Regions from separate parts of the Zea mays genome. Here region 1 is linked to region 2. A link is a contact called in public Hi-C data. All regions are on one chromosome and are shown on one strand. The core of a region is the stretch at or near the end of the contact, and the rest is flanking DNA. Distances in the headings are between cores, read along the strand shown. Region 1 has its middle 6.2 kb from the start of LOC103626874. Region 2 holds the start of LOC100284233 (26S protease regulatory subunit 6B-like protein).

Evidence for each region. A called contact is a pair of places that touch in the nucleus more often than the background predicts.
Region 1: a contact with region 2 is called in a Hi-C map of bundle sheath, with 2.6 times the contacts expected there. The contact joins the enhancer-like site here to the promoter of LOC100284233 in region 2. A contact is called at or near these places in 2 of 25 Hi-C or Micro-C datasets (bundle sheath and leaf).

The regions. Positions count from the first base shown.
Region 1 is chr5:128,807,565-128,812,392 of Zm-B73-REFERENCE-NAM-5.0, forward strand. No RefSeq gene overlaps it. Among protein-coding and RNA genes, the nearest start is that of LOC103626874, 6.2 kb to the left of the region's middle. Within about 2 kb of position 2,242, at least 19 of the 20 cell types and tissues checked have an H3K27ac peak or open chromatin away from gene starts, as enhancers often do. A contact at or near this core is called in bundle sheath and leaf, where this site is marked.
Region 2 is chr5:128,510,680-128,515,299 of Zm-B73-REFERENCE-NAM-5.0, forward strand. LOC100284233 (26S protease regulatory subunit 6B-like protein) reads left to right here and starts at 1,397. Exons shown (of 6, transcript NM_001157128.2): 1 at 1,397-2,069. The coding sequence starts at 1,569.

The sequences.
Region 1 (4,828 bases), core at 992-3,491, 300 kb after region 2:
TCATCATGTGGGTTGATGATGATCGCCGTCGTCCTCGCCGTCACCTCTTCTGCGTCTATCTGCCCGCCCCCCCGGCGTCGCTGCACCGCCCATGATTGCACCGGACGGAGGCTGGAAGAGAGAAAAGCCGTGGTCGGAGGAGGCATGCCAATCTCTGCCATTGTAGGCTTCCTTTCTTCCCCCATCCCCATGCCGCCCGTCACCATCAGGACAATCATTCGCTTTTTCTTTTCTTCTCTCTCGTATACTACTACACTAGGGTGTAGCAGTATGCGTGCCTGTGGGCTCTCTCTCCTGGCGGTGGTGACTGGTGACTCTTTTCATTTTTCTTCGCAGGCGTGTATCGTGCCACTGCTATCGGCTACTGCCTTGTCACAAAGCAGTAGCTCATGGTAAGGTAAGCTTAGCTGCTGCCTTAAACCCTAAAGGCGTCAAATCAATTCAAACGACGGGGCAACAAGGACAAGGTCCATTAGGGAGGGAGGACTGAAGGATGAGCGAAAAAGCCTGCGGGGGTACAGGCTGTTGTAGTACACACATGGGGCGTGGCCCGTATCATTTGATGATCCCTCCCCTCTGAGTCTCTGCCCAAGCACATGTTTACCTGACGGATCATTACCATTTGAACTTTATTAGGCGTCGTCGTAGAGGGTGTAATTATTCGGGGTAATGCGTCCGGCGGTGCTCAGTAAAGCGGTCGTGCTGACTGCTGCTGCTGGCTGCTGCTGTGCTGTGCCTGTGTGTGTGCATCGCGTCTCGTCCTTGCTGTTTTTTTTCTTCCCTTTTCGCTCCAGTGTCAGTCAGCCGGCCGGCACTGCTGCTTGCTGGAGGAGAGAGCTGTGTGCCTGTGTGTGTGTGGAGGAAGGGGAGGAGACTGACTGACAGAGAGAGAGAGAGAGGAGTTGTTAAAGTGTTTAGCGGTACGACGACTGCTGCAGGAATAGGTGTATTGTGCCTTTTTTCCCCCGAGCGAGTGGCCTTTTGCAACTTGGTGTACTATATTTTTGTACACATGTTGCGTAGTAGTTGAGAATATGATGCTTTATTGAGTCCTTGAGACAGGCAGATAAAGCTCTGCTGGCTTGCCGTTTCTCTCTCCTCGTTGGGTCCGAGCCGCTTTTTTTTTCCTCCTCATCTTGGACTAATGATCCGCGCAATTCGCGCGCCTTTTCCACGCCAGCAATGCAAATAGATACACGGGCGAGTATTTTTTCTTCTTCTTCTTCTTGTATTGGATGGACGACCCTGCGAGTGTGTAAGCAGCAGGGAGTGCGTGCGTGCGTACATCAATCCCTGTCCGTGAAAGACGAGAGAGCGAGACCCACAGCCACAGTAGTGCATGGGAAGCGAGTGTGCAGCAAACGATTTGAAAGATCAAAGCGATCCATTCCAGCCTCCCCTGTTTTTAGGTGTGTTCCTACGATGTAGTAGGCCAGAGCAGGGGGGGAGAAAAGGAAGGCCGTGTCAGTACAAAGCCAGCCAGCCAGCCAAGGCTGTGACTGACTGACTGACTGATTCCATGTGCCAGATCGTAATCAGACCGAATTAATCGGGACGCGGACGTACGGTGCCACGTCCATGTTGTTCAGCTCGCTCGCCGTCGCCGAGCTGCGTCTTGTTGCTGCGTGAGGACTGAGGAGGGAGGGGAGGCTCGTTCTTGCCGCCGTGCCGAGAAAGGGAGGAACACCTGATATATGGATGCCGATCCCACCGCTTGTCTTCTCTTTTTCCCTCGCTGAGGGGCTTTTGCTTTGCTGTACGTTTCTTTCGCTCTCGTTCTAGTAGACGGAAGATGGTGGGCTAGGGCCCCCCCCAATGCAACCGTCTTTCTCTGCGAAAGCACAGTGCTGGTGAGGTGAGGGGGAGTCGGTCCCAGTGCGTGCAGTGGATGTCAACCTCAGTCCCCTACCCAAGGGACCGGCTTCACTGCTTACGCTCAGTCCAAGCGACGCCCAATGCCACAGTGAAACAATTATTTTTATTCTAAATAGAGAAACCAGTATACAAAAGAAAAATACTAATCTGTTGTCTAAATATAGCTGATTAAGAACGCCTTTGGTTCATGCCGACGATCGCGACGGTCAGTCGCTGCGGCGTCGGTGCTACGGCGGACGTACGCGTGCGCGCACGATATATTATGTGCGTACGTCGACGGTGGAGCCGCTGTCGGGGCAGATGCTCAGGACACGCGCTAGAGTACAACTGCGCTAATCACTTGCTAGGCGTCTACTACTACTAGTTTATTAATGGGGGTACATGTAGACGCAGATCACTTTTTTAATCGATACTAGTGCTACTGCGGAGCAGCATTGGAGAGCCAGAGAGAAGAGAAGAGAGCAACTTGCTCACAATAATGGTGGGGTGGGTATCTACAGTTCGTAGCGAATGGCTCGTCCATGCGCCTCTTTAGAAATCGATCCATCAATAATGCGCCTGGCTGGCTGGATGGATGGGTGGATTAATTGGCCGGGTGAACGACGCCCATGGGGTTAAATTTCAAGCTCGCGTGGCGGGCAGCAGATTAACCACAAGGTACTCGGTGACAGCTAGAATTCTTCTGTTATTACGGTGTTTTCTTTAGGGATCTCGTGGAGAAAGGCTAGCATGTGAGAATAAACATATGGAACGAAAATATTTAAGTGGTGACAGCTAGAATTCTTCTGTTATACTATTTTTACGCTTACTTCTCTAGCCTGTTTCTACCTTACTTTATTTAAGTGAGCAAGCCAATATCCAACACTTTTGGTAATGCCAGTAAATCACATTTGCACCACGCACCATATTACTTTCTGTTACAATTCTTAATGTACTTATATTTAATATACTCCCTCCGTTCTTTTTTATTTGTCGCGTTTTAGTTTAAAAATGAACTAGCAGACGATAACTATTCGAGAACAGATATAGTATTAGATATAGTATTAGAGAAAAGTAGAATCACAAAATATTGCACAAACTCACAAATACCCTGTCGCAAGCCCCAAATATAGCAGATCATAGTATATTGTACATGGGACGAAAGATAAAAAATTAGTTATACTATATATTGTTACGGTTTTTATTTATTTTTGAGTATAGAATATAAAATACAATGACACATATATTTTGTTTGTAATGTAGATCTGAACGTGGGTTTAGAGTCAATCACCACGGTTCGAATATATAATTTTTTTTTTACAATTTAAGCATGTGACGCTCGTGGACGATCAAATAGTCAAAACTGGTGTTTTATACGGTACAGAAATGAATTCCTATTTGATTCCTTCTTAGAATGGAAGGATAATATCACGTGAATATGCAATATAAATTTATTGCTTCTCTAGTTTTGCTTTTGTCATACCACGACTAATGGATTTTCTTAGCCTCTCAGGTCCTATTCTAAACATCTATAGCTAATTGTTAGCTAACTAATAAGTTGTTAGCTAAATTAGCTAATTAACTACTAGCCGGATTGTTGTTCTCATACTTATTATCCATCTCTTTTTCTTTGTTTTTGAGTCATATTTCTCGTCAGTACGCTGCTACTGGTATGAATATTTGTTAAATAAAAAATCACAAATACAAATTTCAAATACCATAAATAGCGTACAAAGTTCGACTTCTTCATACAGAGGAAAAAAAATCAGCTGACGGGTAGAAAGGGTCAAGAGCAATTTGGTCACCAACGACCTATTAGGTGGTTTTAGCTGGATTGGGCCAACTAATGACTAATTGCTTTTTGGATATAACTAACAATTAGTTGGTTCAATAGCTTAGCAGGAAGTTTTTTTTTTAAAATAGAACTAAATCCCTTGGACTAAACCATCAGGAATATCGATAGTTTTCCACCGGGTTTTATTTTCAAAAAGATAGCTATTGGACTTCCAGTCCACCATAGCTCACGGCTCAACCGCCGAACCTTTTAAAACCATTTTTTAAACCATTTTGTAAAACAAAACACTAATTATTAAATTCATGTCGTAACTCATTCATATCCGTGGACACGGACTATTCGAATAGATTTTGAACTCTATGAAGAGGTGTACAATTTACCCACTAGTCTGATTTCTACAATCTCACCGTCGTGAGATCTGAATACCAAAACTCTCTCCTCCCTTGCACGACTTTACCTTAATGGTTATACAGAAAGGAACAAGGCCACCTCCTCACCCAAACCAGGACAAAATTACCCCCCCTGCTGGTCCTTCCAGTGCTCCCCAGCACCATAACCGTGGGGTGCAGACCGTCCAAGTTCAGATCAAGCGACTGCCCATATCATGTCGAGTAGTTGTACTTGATAAGAGTATAGGTAAGGAGTAATGTCAAACTAGACCTTATGCGAGAGGGACAATCCTTCATGCTCACACCTAACCCGACTGAGCCGACACCTTAAGGCCCTCCCAAACCAGGGAGTCCCTGATCATCCCGCTCAAAGGTGACAAGGGTAAAACCCTTCATCATACCTATTTCGAAAAACATTTTCTTTTGAAAAACTCACACCTTTTCTTAAATCATTTTGTAATAAAAATGTCAAGGAGTATAAAGATGAATTGCAGCAAAGTTTTTAGGCTGGGTGGCCATATTAACATGTCTCTTAGTAGCAAAATCATATAATGCATAAAATAACAGGCTGATGGATGTGTTTGAAAACCTAGGCAATTTATGCATCAAAGGGGTCCAGTGAGCTTGCCATGCTTTAATCGACGAAAGAGTGAAAGCTTGCGGAACCATTTAGCGTAGACTCGTAGAACTGGCCTTCACGGGACGGGACGAACGCTATAGTAACTACGCTGCATGAACAAGCAAACATACAAACCAACAAGTATATCAACAAATATTCAATATAGTGGTC
Region 2 (4,620 bases), core at 147-2,646:
TTTGGAAATTAGTGAAATGTCAAATTTGAAACTAAATAAGTTACTTTATTGATTAAATTTCAATTTCTCTAAAATAAAGGGATCTAAACGCCCCACCAAGTAATTTTGTACTTAAGGCGGTGAGGACGTTTGTGCTGGAACACAGTAGAGGAATAACGAGATTAATTCTACTGAAATATTTGTTATATATGAATATTTGTTATATACATACATACATTTTTAACCCGGGTACAGCACAACGGAATAGCTGGGTTTTGTTTTGTAGGATCAGCTCAACGAGTTGTCGACCCCACATAATTAGACTGGAATAAATCTCATATTTACACGGTCTAATTATGACACATAACTCACCCATGTGTGCTAGGGACTAATATATTTTAAACTCATGTAACTGGCCTATCTGATCGTGGTTGATGGTACCGTACATGAGTCGAAAGATTTTTAGAATATAGGTTGTGTGAAATATTTTTCAGCACTATAAATAGGTCCCACTCTCGAGCCTCATATGCGAGATAACAGCACCACGGAAATGACAAGGAACAAAGGGTAGACCAAAAGATCCACAAACTTCAACAATTAGCTGAAGTTTTCATGCACAACATTGTAGATAGCATAACAACGAGAACTTAAATCGGTTTGGAACTATTTAGGAGCAATGATACGACTTATTTATTACTTAAAATCCCCTCCATTCCAAAGCCTTCTTGCTCCGTTTGAATATCGATATTGGAGAGAATGGAATTGAATCGGGTTAAATACTAAATCAGACTTAGTATTAAAATGAGATGTAATTTCAATTCTATTGTTTGGATATCACTAAATTGTAGTTTGCAATTGTGCGGTCTAATTCTACGCAATAATGAGGCTTTGTAGTGGGAGAATGAGTTTATATAGTTTAATTCTAGGAAATTGGACCTCCAATTTCAAATCTTAATTTTACGTACAATCAAACAACAAAATTTAGGAAAACTGATTTCAATTTTGCAATTCTGTGCTCTAATATATATATATCCAAATGAGGTATTTGTGTCTAAACAACAGAATTTAGAAAAACTGATTTCAATTTTGCAATTCTATGCTCTAAGAGCATCTTCAAGAGACTAGCTAGATGACTCGCTAAGCCAAATTTTAGTTACTCAATAGTAAATTAAATTTCCAACAGACTAGCTATCTGACTCGTAAGCTATCTGACTCTGTAAATTGGCTCTCTCACTAGCTAAATTTGGCTAGCCACCTGACTACCAAACTAAATATATAGTCTGTTGGACTGAGATGCTATATATATAGTGTAATCTTTATGAAAACGTAAATAGATAGTCAAATAGAGAGAAAAAATGAATAGTCTTTTGTAGATGCTCTAATATATATATATATATCCAAACGAGGTACTTGTGTTATTGGCACGTATGAATGCTCAGCCACATGCGTATGTATACATCACGGCCACGTTCACGCTTCCCCCTTCTGCAAGCAAACCTAACCAAGCCTCTGCGGCTCTTCTTCGAATCCAACTCCTCCCCGATCCCCAAAATCGAACCCAAGTCGAAACCCTAACCTCGGCCTTCTCGATGTCGGCCGCCACAACCGCCCCAACCCCTGCGGTGGCCACCCCGATGGCGCCGCCTCCGTCGTACCCGGCCTCCTCCACGATCTCCGCCTCCGTGGCCGCGTCGGTCGAGGAAGAGGACGACCTCTATGGCCGCCTCAAGTCGCTCCAGCGCCACATGGAGTTCGTCGAGATCCAGGAGGAGTACGTTAAAGACGAACAGAAGAACCTCAAGCGCGAACTCCTCCGTGCGCAGGAGGAGGTCAAGCGGATCCAGTCCGTACCGCTCGTCATCGGCCAGTTTATGGAGATGGTCGACGGCAACAACGGCATCGTGGGTTCTACTACGGGCAGCAACTACTATGTGCGGATCCTCAGCACCATCAACCGCGAGCTGCTCAAGCCGTCAGCATCTGTCGCGTTGCATCGTCACTCCAACGCTTTAGTCGACGTGCTGCCGCCCGAGGCCGACTCCAGCATCTCCTTGCTGGGATCGTCGGAGAAGCCCAACGTCACCTACAACGTAAGTTTATCCTTGAATTTGCCAGATCCGCATGAAGTCATTGGTTAATTTGATTTCTTATTATGGATCTGATGATAAATTATTGTGTCGTTACGTTGTTATCCCGAATCATAATGTCCTTATAAATTATATAGCATTCAGGTTGGGCCTTAGAATGCTTCCATTTGGTGTAGGGTTCTGCTTCTTCATTTGGCAGGCTCCCATATCTGTCGATGTTATTGATTGCACTGAACGTCTTCCTTATTATGGTATACAAATAGGCGAAATCTATTCTTTACAACCTACAAAAGGCTGCATCTTTTCCTATCATTACTAGCAATTGGTGTCCATTTATGCAGCTGAATACACATTATTGCACACACCTGTATGACTTGTGGCCCTTATATATGTATATAAGGGACACAGCATCAATACACCCTACATCCATTTTTAACTGTTGTTCCCACTTCCCAAGAAGTCAAACATACAAATTATTATCATTAGATAGATTGTTGAATCTTTTTTCAAAATAAACTTATTTGGAGATACAATTGATGCTAATATTTTTCTATAAACCTTGTCAAACTTGAGATTGAGAAAGTTTGACTAGCAAAATACCATATCTATACTTAAAAAGGGACATATGGAGTATGTACTAGAATTTGACAGCATACTGTCATTGGACACAAGAACACATGCTGTTCTGACTTGTATAAGCAAGGGTCATGCATTGCTGAACTAGCACCCCATCTGATCACAACTATTGGCAAAAGAACCGTAAACAAGAGAACAGTTGCTGAGGCACTGAACAACAGGAGATGGATATCAGATATAAAAGGGGCCTTAACTGTCCAAGTCTTACAAGAGTATCTTATGATATGGGACCAGGTGGAAGGAGTTATTTTACAGCCTGAAAACCCTGACACTTTCAGGTGGGAACTAACACAATCAGGGGATTATAGCAGCAAGTCAGCCTATTTGGCCTTCTTCATGGGATCAATTCGTTATGCCCCATGGAAAAAGATTTGGAAAAGTTGGGTGCCCCTGCGCTGCAGATTCTTCATTTGGTTGGTGTTTTAAAAAACGATGTTGGACTGCAGACAATCTGGCTAAAAGAGGGCTGCCCCATCCCAATGCCTGTCCCCTTTGTGATCAAGAGGATGAGAATATTCAGCACCTGTTAGTGGGTTGTGTTTTCTCCAGGCAACTCTGGTTTAATATTTCCAGGCTATAAAGATGCCAGAGCTGGCACCCAACATTGCTGAAACTTCCTTTCCTGAGTGGTGGAAGAAGGTGGTCAAGCTACTAAGCTAGTACCAAAAGAAAGGAGGCCATAGCTGAATTCCCTTATCATTTTAACAGCCTGTGAGATATGGAAGCACAGGAATTCTTGTGTCTTTGAGAATTCAGAGCCTAACACACTCACTTTGATCACAAGGATTGTTGAGGAATGTCGGCTTTGGAGGTGGGCTGGGGCCTCCAAACTGCAAGAGTTCCTGGTCTGGGCACGAGCTACGAATGTGTTGGTCTTGATGGCCTACCCCTCTGTGGTTTTTGTATTCAAATGGTCTAGGTGTGTCACCGTTGTAACAGCAACAGCCAAAGCTTTTAATTGCCTAGTCCCTAGCTGTAGGGGTTAAGGTCTTGTGGTTTTGGTTGTTTTCGGTCGTTTGATGTATGTGGTACTTCCTCTCTTAATGCAATGACACGCAGATCTCCTGTGTTGTTCGAGAAAAAAAAGCAAGGGTCATGAGTCTTGTCCCAGATGAGAACATGAGAAGTGCAAGGGCATTGTGGGGAGTAAAAGAAGACTGGACTGAAGAATCACTGAAGTTATGACATCAGATCAGTCAACATGTAACACCACATAAAACAAGTGTTTGAGCATGCCCTCAAACAACAAAACGGGAATGATTTCACTTGGTTCTGTGCGAATTTGTAGATACTAGCAGGTTCTATTACGATCTCAATAGATGAGTTATCGAAAATGGTGGAAATTTGTGCAGAATCTGGTTCAATTTTTATGTAAACTATTATGGTTTTGCTGCAATGGGAACCATATTGGTTTCGTCTTTTTTGTAGGCTCAGTGGATTTTAAGGTTATGTGCCACATTAATGTTGGACCTGTGCTTCAATTGTTTTAAGAATTTATTTGAATAGGAAACAAAACATGTTTCTTTGTGGTTATGTTTTGGTATCTAATTTCTTGAGCCAATTCCTCACAAGCCACTAGAAAAGTTTTGAATTCTGGCTTGACCACTGAAAAAAAATGTTTTGTGTGCCATCATTTCATTTTTTGTACCCTTCTATGCCTCTGCCATCATGCGCTAGTGTAAAGGTTTCTAGCTAAAGAACGAAATGCCGATTTTACCCTCAAATGAATGAGGCCATGGATGTCTGAGCTCATTGTTGGCACCGTTAAGTACCAGCGAACAGTAGAAGCAAGAACTGATAAGACTAGTGATTCATGGTCAACATGAACGACCACAAGAACAGGAGAAGCAAGTTGTAGACACTGCTGTTGTATGACTGTATCAGTCCCAATGTTGAAGAACTCACTGTCCTGCATGAC